2 separate regions of the Drosophila melanogaster genome follow, and region 1 is linked to region 2. The links are chromatin contacts, called in public Hi-C maps. All regions are on one chromosome and are shown on one strand. The core of a region is the stretch at or near the end of the contact, and the rest is flanking DNA. Distances in the headings are between cores, read along the strand shown.

Region 1 (4,502 bases), core at 596-3,095, 42 kb before region 2:
TTATTGCTTAATTTTCATTCATAAACACGTAGCGGCCGTCTTTTTGGAAGGAAAGGAAGTTGAAAATAATAGATATGTGTTTGCACTGAAAGAGCCCCAAAGCAAAACGGAAGTTCTCGAGCAACGTGCGGCATTTTCTTAAATTCGACGCAATTTTCCAATTCCCTAACGAAGGTTTCCCTCGACATTAATCAGCTGTTTAGGCTGTCCGTCAGTCAGTTTAGTCGACATATGCCATTAATTTAGTTGTTTTTTCATTAAAATTGGCATTATTGGCAGCGCTTAAAAAAGGCACTGAACAATCGAATTATGCACTGTCGAAAAAGGGGGTATTTATGAGGTCTTAATACGCCACTAATTTGGGAAAGGCCTTCTAAGAATCTGAAAATATATTACTTTTATCACTTTTATGAACGCTTTTCTTCTTTATATTAACGATGCTGGTACTTTTCGCTCAGTGTGCTCACCTGCCTTGGCTTCTCGCCCGTGTCATCGATAACATTGAGTGGCGTTGCCACTTGACGTCAGCAGCCAAGGGGCGGTGGGCGTGGCCTTCTACCTTTGTCTTCCACGTTAGCCAGGCTCCCCTGCTAATTAGCCGGCAGTCGGTGTGCGTTTTCATTCGCCACTTACGCACTTCCCGCCCACAAATTCCGAGTAAGATTTCTTCCGATTTCTGGCTCTGCTCGCTCTTTTGGCCTTTTTGCCGATGCCAATTGTGGAAATGGGATTGGGAAATTGTGGATTTGGCTGCGTCAGTCAGTCGCACGTTCTGATTGTTTCTGCGAAATGATATTCAGCCGAAAGTCGACTGCCGGCTGCCACGTGGTAGAAACCCTTAGCCCACACGCCCATGTTCTAGTCCCATAGTAACGCACTGAAAAGTGAACTGCAACTAAATTTACACTTGTTATATTTTGTTAAACATCATATCAAACACTCTAATATGGTTACATTCATACGTGTTTCTTACCAAAATTGAATTTTATTCTACTGCTTCACTGCTTTTTTCATACACTCAGTATAAGTTTCATTGTTTTCTAAGATTTAGAAAACGGTTTTTTGAGTGCACAAATGGGGGCATTCGGCTATCACTTCCGTTTGCACCCGTTTTCCGCTTTACATGCAATCGAATCGACGACTGCTCTCTTTTCTCACCAGCTCAATTACTATGAGTTTTCTTGGTCGCTTTTGCTGCCACAATTGCATACAACAATAAACTTCCGATTTCATTCATTGTTTTGCTGATTGCAAAACTCTTTTGCTCTCTCGCTTTTTCCTCACTTTTTTCCGCATTTTCCCCATTTGCTTTCCGTTAGTTACACACAATTTCTTTTATAACAGCGTCAGCAGCTGAGGCGTTTCGCAGTAATGAATGAAATGCTCATGAATGGGTTAAGCTGTAATTGAATTCAATTTACAATCGAAACACTCGAGCAGAAAGCCAGCACTTCTACATGACGTCAGTGGATCGAGTTTGTGTTGAAAATTTTCAATACAAGCCAAGATATTTCAACTTCAACTGAATTAGCAAACAGTTATCACATTATCAGAAAGCTTTTTAGGACTCTTAGTTTAAGTCATGTATTAACGCCTAATTTATGCCTGCGATAAGCTGGCATTTAAATTAATCCGATTAATCTAGCCGATAAGCCGACATTTCAATTTATCAGACAGCTGTAAAAGAGAGAGTAAAACGGGTTGTACTGCCAGTTGTTAATGGCTTCAATCGCGAGCCTCTCATTATTTCGGTCTTATCAGCGGCGCGTGCATATCCGGTGGCGCAATTAAGGCGCTATCGACAGCGAATTCCATTGCCCCACTCACTTGCAGAGCAACCCACCCATTTCACTAAATCCACTCATTCCACCCAGGCCATTCAAACCATTCAAACCACCCAACCAACCCGCCAACCAGCCATCCATTCATTCATGTCAGACGCTCGCGCTGCTGCTGCTGTTATTTTTATCAATGATCATTTGTAATCATCTGCTGGCGACGAACAAAAAAAAAAATAAATAAAAATTGAACATCTTCGATGTGAATGAACCCATCGCCAGAGTTTTCCCCATCTCTTTCCAATGTCTTCTGGCCACTTGGACTTCTGAGAAATGTTTCACTTTGGCGGACGGACGGACGGACTGCTTGTTTAGTTTAGATTTTGTGCCTTTTTTCGATTTTTCTATTTCGTTTATTTTTCCTATGCCAATGCGACTAAAAATAGACAAAGTTTTCTTTGGGTCAAATGCTTTTGGGACAGAAAAAGAGAGGGGAGGAAGCACATAAAAATTGAACTTTTTCGACACACATGGTGGGCAAACTATGATGATAAATAATGTTCTTTAATATAACAATTAAAAACAATTATTTTTATATTTATATTATATAGATATGTATATATGTTTTACTTTGAAAAAAAAAAAAACAATATTTATCGCAAAAACGAATAAACATAAACATTCATAAGCTTTATCATAAAAATTTCTGTATTTACCCCATTTATGGCGATTTGCAACCCTTTTATTTATTTTTCTAGTACTCTGCTATACGAATTGGACCCGTGGTGAAACGCGATGTGATGAAGGCCTCCACAATGTTGGAACACGAGGCGCAGTAAGTAAACCCAAACTTATCGTTACTATGTTCACTTTCCCCGCGTTTTGTTTGCTGCGAATGGATGTGTCATACGAAATTGCACAATATCAGACTTCTTAAGAATTTGCTGAATGCGACATTTTGTGTAGCCGAGTGTAGTGAAACTTCCACTATCAAATTCACTTTCGCGGGGGTTTATTGAACTCCCCCATTGAGAATTTTTGCAAGCAGAAATAACGTCGTCAGTTGGGTAATTGATCCAGTCAAAGTTTTCTATGAATGAGTAAAATTCTCTGAAACAATGGCAATGACTTGGGTAATTTTATGAACATTACACTTCCTGTTTTAGCGAATTCGCAGAACAGAACAATCATAGTTGGGAATTTTTTTTTTTAATGTGATATATATTTGAAACATTTTTCCTTAATTCATAAGCTTTTGAACTTGGTTTTGCTGTTACCACCTAACTTAAGTACTTCCTTTCGAGAACGTGTCCAACTCACGTATAACACCTTCCCCTGACCATTTCATTTCATTATATGTAGTATCTGACCACTTTTCGACTACATTGTAGGCCATTGTCGGTTTATATCCGAACACTTAAGACGGCAAGAGGTCTGCGAGACAGCGAGAATAAACGACTTTTTGATATATGACAACGAACAATGCAATTTTATTGCCGCTTAACTTCATTAACACAATTCTCCGCACCGCCCTTTCCACTTCCACCCGCCACTTGATAAACAACAACGCAATATGGTCGGATCTTTGAAGATTGTGTCTGATATTAGCCGACGAAGGAGCCGATGGTCGGGTTAAGTGATTCATTTAGCGGCAATCACAAAATGCACTTTACCGGGGGGATAAAACTAAGCGGGATGACCATGATTTATTATAGAGAGCGAAGCCTTTGGGCCGGCAGCTTTGTCTCATTAGCGGCGTTAAGTGCTGCCAAATAGCCCAGTCTATATCTGTATCTGTATCTATATCTTTCTCTTGTTCATTCCTGTCTCCTTTGCTTCACTATGCCGGTTTCCAATTGCAAACAATTTTCGTGCTCTGCTTGGCAACAATAAAATCTGCGAATGCGAGACTCAGATACATTTACGGCCCACTCAAATTACGCTGTCACATGTGCAGAAAAACGAAAAAAAAAAAAAAATGTAAAACTAGAATGGAGCAAATAGAAATGTAGCTACGATTGTGCCTTGTATCTTGTATCTACGCCCAAGACGGCGCACTTCCGTTTCCGGCCCTTCTGCGCATGCGTGCGTTCACTTTGAGTTATGATTTTTTTGTGCGAATCTTGATTGTTTCATTTTTTTTTTGTTCTTATATATATAGTTATAAATTTCAATACTGTGATAGGTATATTTGAATTTGATCTTTCTTTTCCCTTGAACTCCAAAAGTCACAAAAGATAACCCATATATCACAATTTAAAAGGGTTTCTCTCCTTTCCTTTTATTAATCTTCTTGATATTAACTTGATCCCTCTTGCTGCCCAAATTGATCATAATTCATAGATCGATTAGTCGTGGACTCTATCCTAAACTGTTTTCGCCTCTACACAAACAAATTTGATCCCCAACCAATTTCCATTTTTATATGCCCGAGAAGATCGAGGGATCTCAAAAAGTGCCCCTCATTAGCCGACTCCAGCACTTTGGCTTTGGGACCTTTTCCTGTCGACGGAGAGTTTCGATTCTCGAAATGCCAACCATTTCCTGTCATTGAAAGCCCCACACGGCAAAAGTTAACCAAGCTAAACAAACAACATCTTGAGCTGTCCGACCGACCGTCAGTTGGATTTCATCCGCCGAGGTTGTTTGTGATTTCAATTATTAACGCTTCCTGGTGCTCGGATCGCCATGTGGCTCGATCCGGTCCGATCATTAGGCCAACTC
Region 2 (4,219 bases), core at 112-2,611:
TAGCGCAATTAAAAATAAGCGAGTGAACGAAAAAAGAGCAACAAAATTGTTTTGAAATAACGTACAATGTTTTTGTATTCTATCTGCTGTGCCTAATTAATTTAAGAATGAAATCGAAATCTTGGCATTACTTTGGGCTGTGCGTCAAGCGGCAAAAAAAAAAAAGAAAATAAATAAACTTTGAATTATGTTTATTTATTTTTTATTGGGCAATTTGAATATGTTCTTTACGGTCCGCATTTACACCTTTTAATTGGAATTTTACTGGCTCAACTTGTACCGAATTAATGGATAATTATGAACTCAACTTCGATTTGGAACGCCATCCATTGAACGATGACCATCATCTCCATAACATCAAAGCTCTGCCCCTTAGAGTTCGTTTTTAAAAAGGCAGATAAATAGTTTACTACCTAGAATTTCGTATATCAAAGAACGGAAAATATCGAGATGATGCTTACAGATTTTCCACCAACCCCCAAACGCCTCGGAAAAGTCGATTGCCAAATATATAAAGAGGAGGGACCTGTGCCGCGATTTTCTTATTGGCAATCAGCGGCGATCCACTGCTACTGCCACTGCCCGAGAAAAACCCCACATCTACACTCCCCTCGTCCCACGACGTGTGTTTTCGTTGATTTTCTATTTTGTTTTTCCCAATTGTGATCATTCTCGAAAATTGTTTTTGAGTACCGGACATGACGTCAATAAGTGGGCGTTTGTGTTAATTTTCGTACCCACCGAAAAACACACACTTAACCCACTCGCATATCTACATATAGCTCTGCATACATATATGTATGTATGTAGATTCTTTGTATTTATTTCTTTTGGGCCGTAGAAATTTTCGTTGGCGCTAAAAACAATTTTTATGCGGCACAATAATAATAATAATAATTCTTTGGGCTTTTTATCGCAAGAATATCTTGCTGCATACACAGCAGTGGTTAAATGAATAGTGGCAATTAAAAAGATTGAAATATTATTTAGAAAAGAAAGCAAATACAATGTTTTATTCGCATTTACTTTAAATGTTATTTATTTCGATTTAGTCCTAGTATTTTGCCCTCAGCTGTCTGGGTGGCTGGCTCTTTTATTAATTTTTATGGACGAGAGACGCCATTTATTAATTTCCTGTATTTCCTTATTTGCCAGGGGGCACCTCGTTATTAATCGCCTTTAATTATGTGTAAACAAATATTTATCTAAACGCGACGTCTGGCGGGTCTTTCGAAGTCCGCAGCCTATCACATTACTCATACGCCGCGTTGACCAGATTAACTGCTGCATCGCTATAAATCGGAAAGAACATGCCATAAAACTGCAGTTGTTTCGCCATAAAAATGCTTTATTTCGCTTAAGCCGAATTCGCGATAGCGATCGTGCCATAATTAACATGATCATCATCAACGCCAAAAAAATGTACTCAGTCAAAGTTCAATTAGCATCACTTGCTTTATTCATTCGCTTCGTTCTTCGCTCTCGATCGGTTCTATATATATATATATACATATTGTAGAGATTCAAATGATTCGAGATTCTCACTCCGAATGCGAATCGCTAATTTCTTTCTGATATGCCAAATCGAACAATTATGAAAGTTATTCCATTTATTTTTATGGCCCTACGTAATACGGAGCGGAAATACATACTCATACGTGAAAAGCGAGAGGAGAACGCTGAATGGAATTTCGAAAATACATTTTTGTTTCAATATAACCGCCGAATCAGATTGGCGGGGTGAAAGCAATTAAGGCAGATAATAGGGGTTAGCAAAGTCGAGGGCGCAAACGCATGTAGATCCCAAAAAAAAAAAAAACAAAAAAACAGAAACAAAAAACATATAGTACTACGAAACACGCTCTTTCGACTCCAGCATAAGTGAGCAATTTGATCTTAAACATTTGGCGCTTGGGCCGGGCCCAGTTTCCCTAGAAACTACGAAACACAATCTCCGAAACATCATGTCCCGCCGATTCCGTTGAACCCGCAAGCATTATGAACCGAAATAATAATTATAATAATAATAATCATAAAGCCAGTGTGTGCTGTTGCCCTCTATGTTGCCTCTAAAAGTTACATAAAAGTCATGCCGATAAAAAGGAGTATACAAAAAAAATACGGTCTTTATCTGGTATATAACGTATACGTATAATAAATATGACGTGCGACCTTCTCTCACTTTGGTTTGCTAGCTGCGGAATTAATTACAAACATTAAAAACGTCGACGAAGAAAAGTTCACTTCTAGCCATCCACTTTTAATCCAAACAAAAGCATCTGGCACTTTGGACCCGACCAAGAGGCACGCCCTCGTGCCGCTCGGACCACATCTACTATTTCTGGTCACTATTTATTTTGAGTTTATCCATAAGCATGGCGAACCCATCTACGTGCCATTTCGGTGGCTGTGAAAAGTGCAGTAACCAATTCGTGGCGTTCTTGCACTTCCATTTGGGGGGTCGATAAATAAACGTGGATTACTTTTAGGCGTTTTTTATCGCTGTTGGATTTGCCTAGAAATATAAATACAGCAATACAGCGTGCCAAAAGAAATAAATAGCTAATTTTCAATTTCATTTCCCTTTACTTGCAGAAAGCAATCGCAGCTGTCTGAATCTGCAAAAGGATGAAGGCAAATCAAGCTGAGTCCGGGCGCAGTAACTACGATCGACGGCATTGAGGATCTCGGATCTCGAGGTGGAGGAGCGATCTCGATCTCGAGGTGGAGCGAGGAGCGGAGGAGGAGTGGAGGAGTGCAGCTGGGGGAGGAGTCCTGGTTACAACACTACATGGATCGCAGAAATGGCGGCGATCCCTTGGCGCCACCCCGGCCCCCGAAGTTATTACCGCGCGTGCATCGACCAAGGGCGCCGGAGCCGACGTTAAGTGGTGTCGACCATAACGCAGGAGCAACTGCATCCGCACTAGCATCAGGAGCATCATCTGCAGCACCCGTAGCAATCCATAACAACAATTCACAGCAGCAACTTAGTATTAGCGCCGCCGCGAGCAACAACAATACGATATCGATAATACCCGCATCGCCGGACTTCGACGACTACCAGATCCACCACCTGACCTTCCTGCCCCAGCGACCCAGCAGTCTGAGCCGGAACAGCAGTACGGCATCATCGACTACGGCGACGGGCATTAGTGTCTCCGGTTCGGGATCTGTTTCGGGTTCGTCGTCCAGCTTCACGAGACGTCGACCGCCGGCACCTGTACCGCTGAACAACAGCATCAGCAACAACAACAACAACAGCATCAACAACAACTTCCTTAGTCATTTCCAAAGCGCTGAGCCGGCGAGCAACGCTCTGGGCCAGCCGCCCGCCTCCCCCGTCACGCTGGCGCAACCGCGACCCGAATCCGAAAGGCTAACCAATGAGTATGTGGACACGCCGCTGCAACATGCGACGCGCTCGCAGCATCCGGCTGGCCAGCAGGATAATGGCCAGACGACCACCCACCACCTGTTGCTGCTGCCCCAGCGGAATCAGCACCTGCACCTGCAACAACACCAGCAGCACCTGCAACAGCAACAGCAGCAGCAGCAACAGCAGCAGCAGCAGCAGCATCTGCAGCACCAGCAAAACCAGCAACATGCGCGACTGGCGACGACGACGCAGGCGACGTCCGTTGGAAGCGACCACACCGATGGCTTACTACATTCGCACCTGCAAAATAGCACCACTAAACCACCCGCCTCGAAGCAGCCGGCACCGCCCAGACTGGGAATGGGCCTGGGTTTGGGATTGGGTCTCGGTCTGAACCAGCCCATCATCACCAAGCAGCCGACACCCGCCACGCAAAAGGAGCGCATGCACGCGCTGGAGGAGCTGCTGCAACCAGGCGGAGCCGGCGGCAACGGAGGACCCCTGGTGATGGCCGGCGATCCCAGCCTGCTGAATCCCATCGTCTGTCCGCGATGCGGTCGCTGTCGCTGCGAGCAGTGCCAGAGCCCCAGGCCACTGCCCCAGACGTGGGTGTGCAACAAGACGTGTCTGTGCAGCGCGGAGTCGGTCATCGACTATGCCTCCTGCTTGTGCTGCGCCAAGGCGCTGTTCTATCACTGCGCCCGGGACAACGACCTGGACTGCGATGATGGCAACGGCACACCCTGCGTGGATAATCCCTGCTCCTGCGGCCCCTACAAGCGCACCCAGAGATGGGGCTGGCTGGGAGCACTGTCGATCTTCCTGCCCTGCCTGTGGTTC

Evidence for each region. Hi-C and Micro-C count contacts between places; a contact is called where the count stands out from the background.
Region 1: a Hi-C map of the Kc167 cell line shows a contact between it and region 2, with 3 times the contacts expected there. A contact is called at or near these places in 40 of 107 Hi-C or Micro-C datasets (the Clone 8 cell line, the D17-c3 cell line, the Kc167 cell line and 15 more) and 5 of 7 datasets of targeted methods (the Kc167 cell line and the S2 cell line).

Annotation. Positions count from the first base shown.
Region 1 is chr3L:3,445,759-3,450,260 of dm6, reverse strand. eIF5B (eukaryotic translation initiation factor 5B) reads left to right here. Exons shown (of 10, transcript NM_001259673.2): 6 at 2,537-2,613. Among named protein-coding and RNA genes, the nearest start is that of eIF5B, 13 kb to the left of the region's middle.
Region 2 is chr3L:3,403,298-3,407,516 of dm6, reverse strand. It overlaps sty (sprouty), which reads left to right. Exons shown (of 2, transcript NM_168031.2): 2 at 2,596-4,219. The coding sequence starts at 2,792. Among named protein-coding and RNA genes, the nearest start is that of mir-2282, 6.8 kb to the left of the region's middle.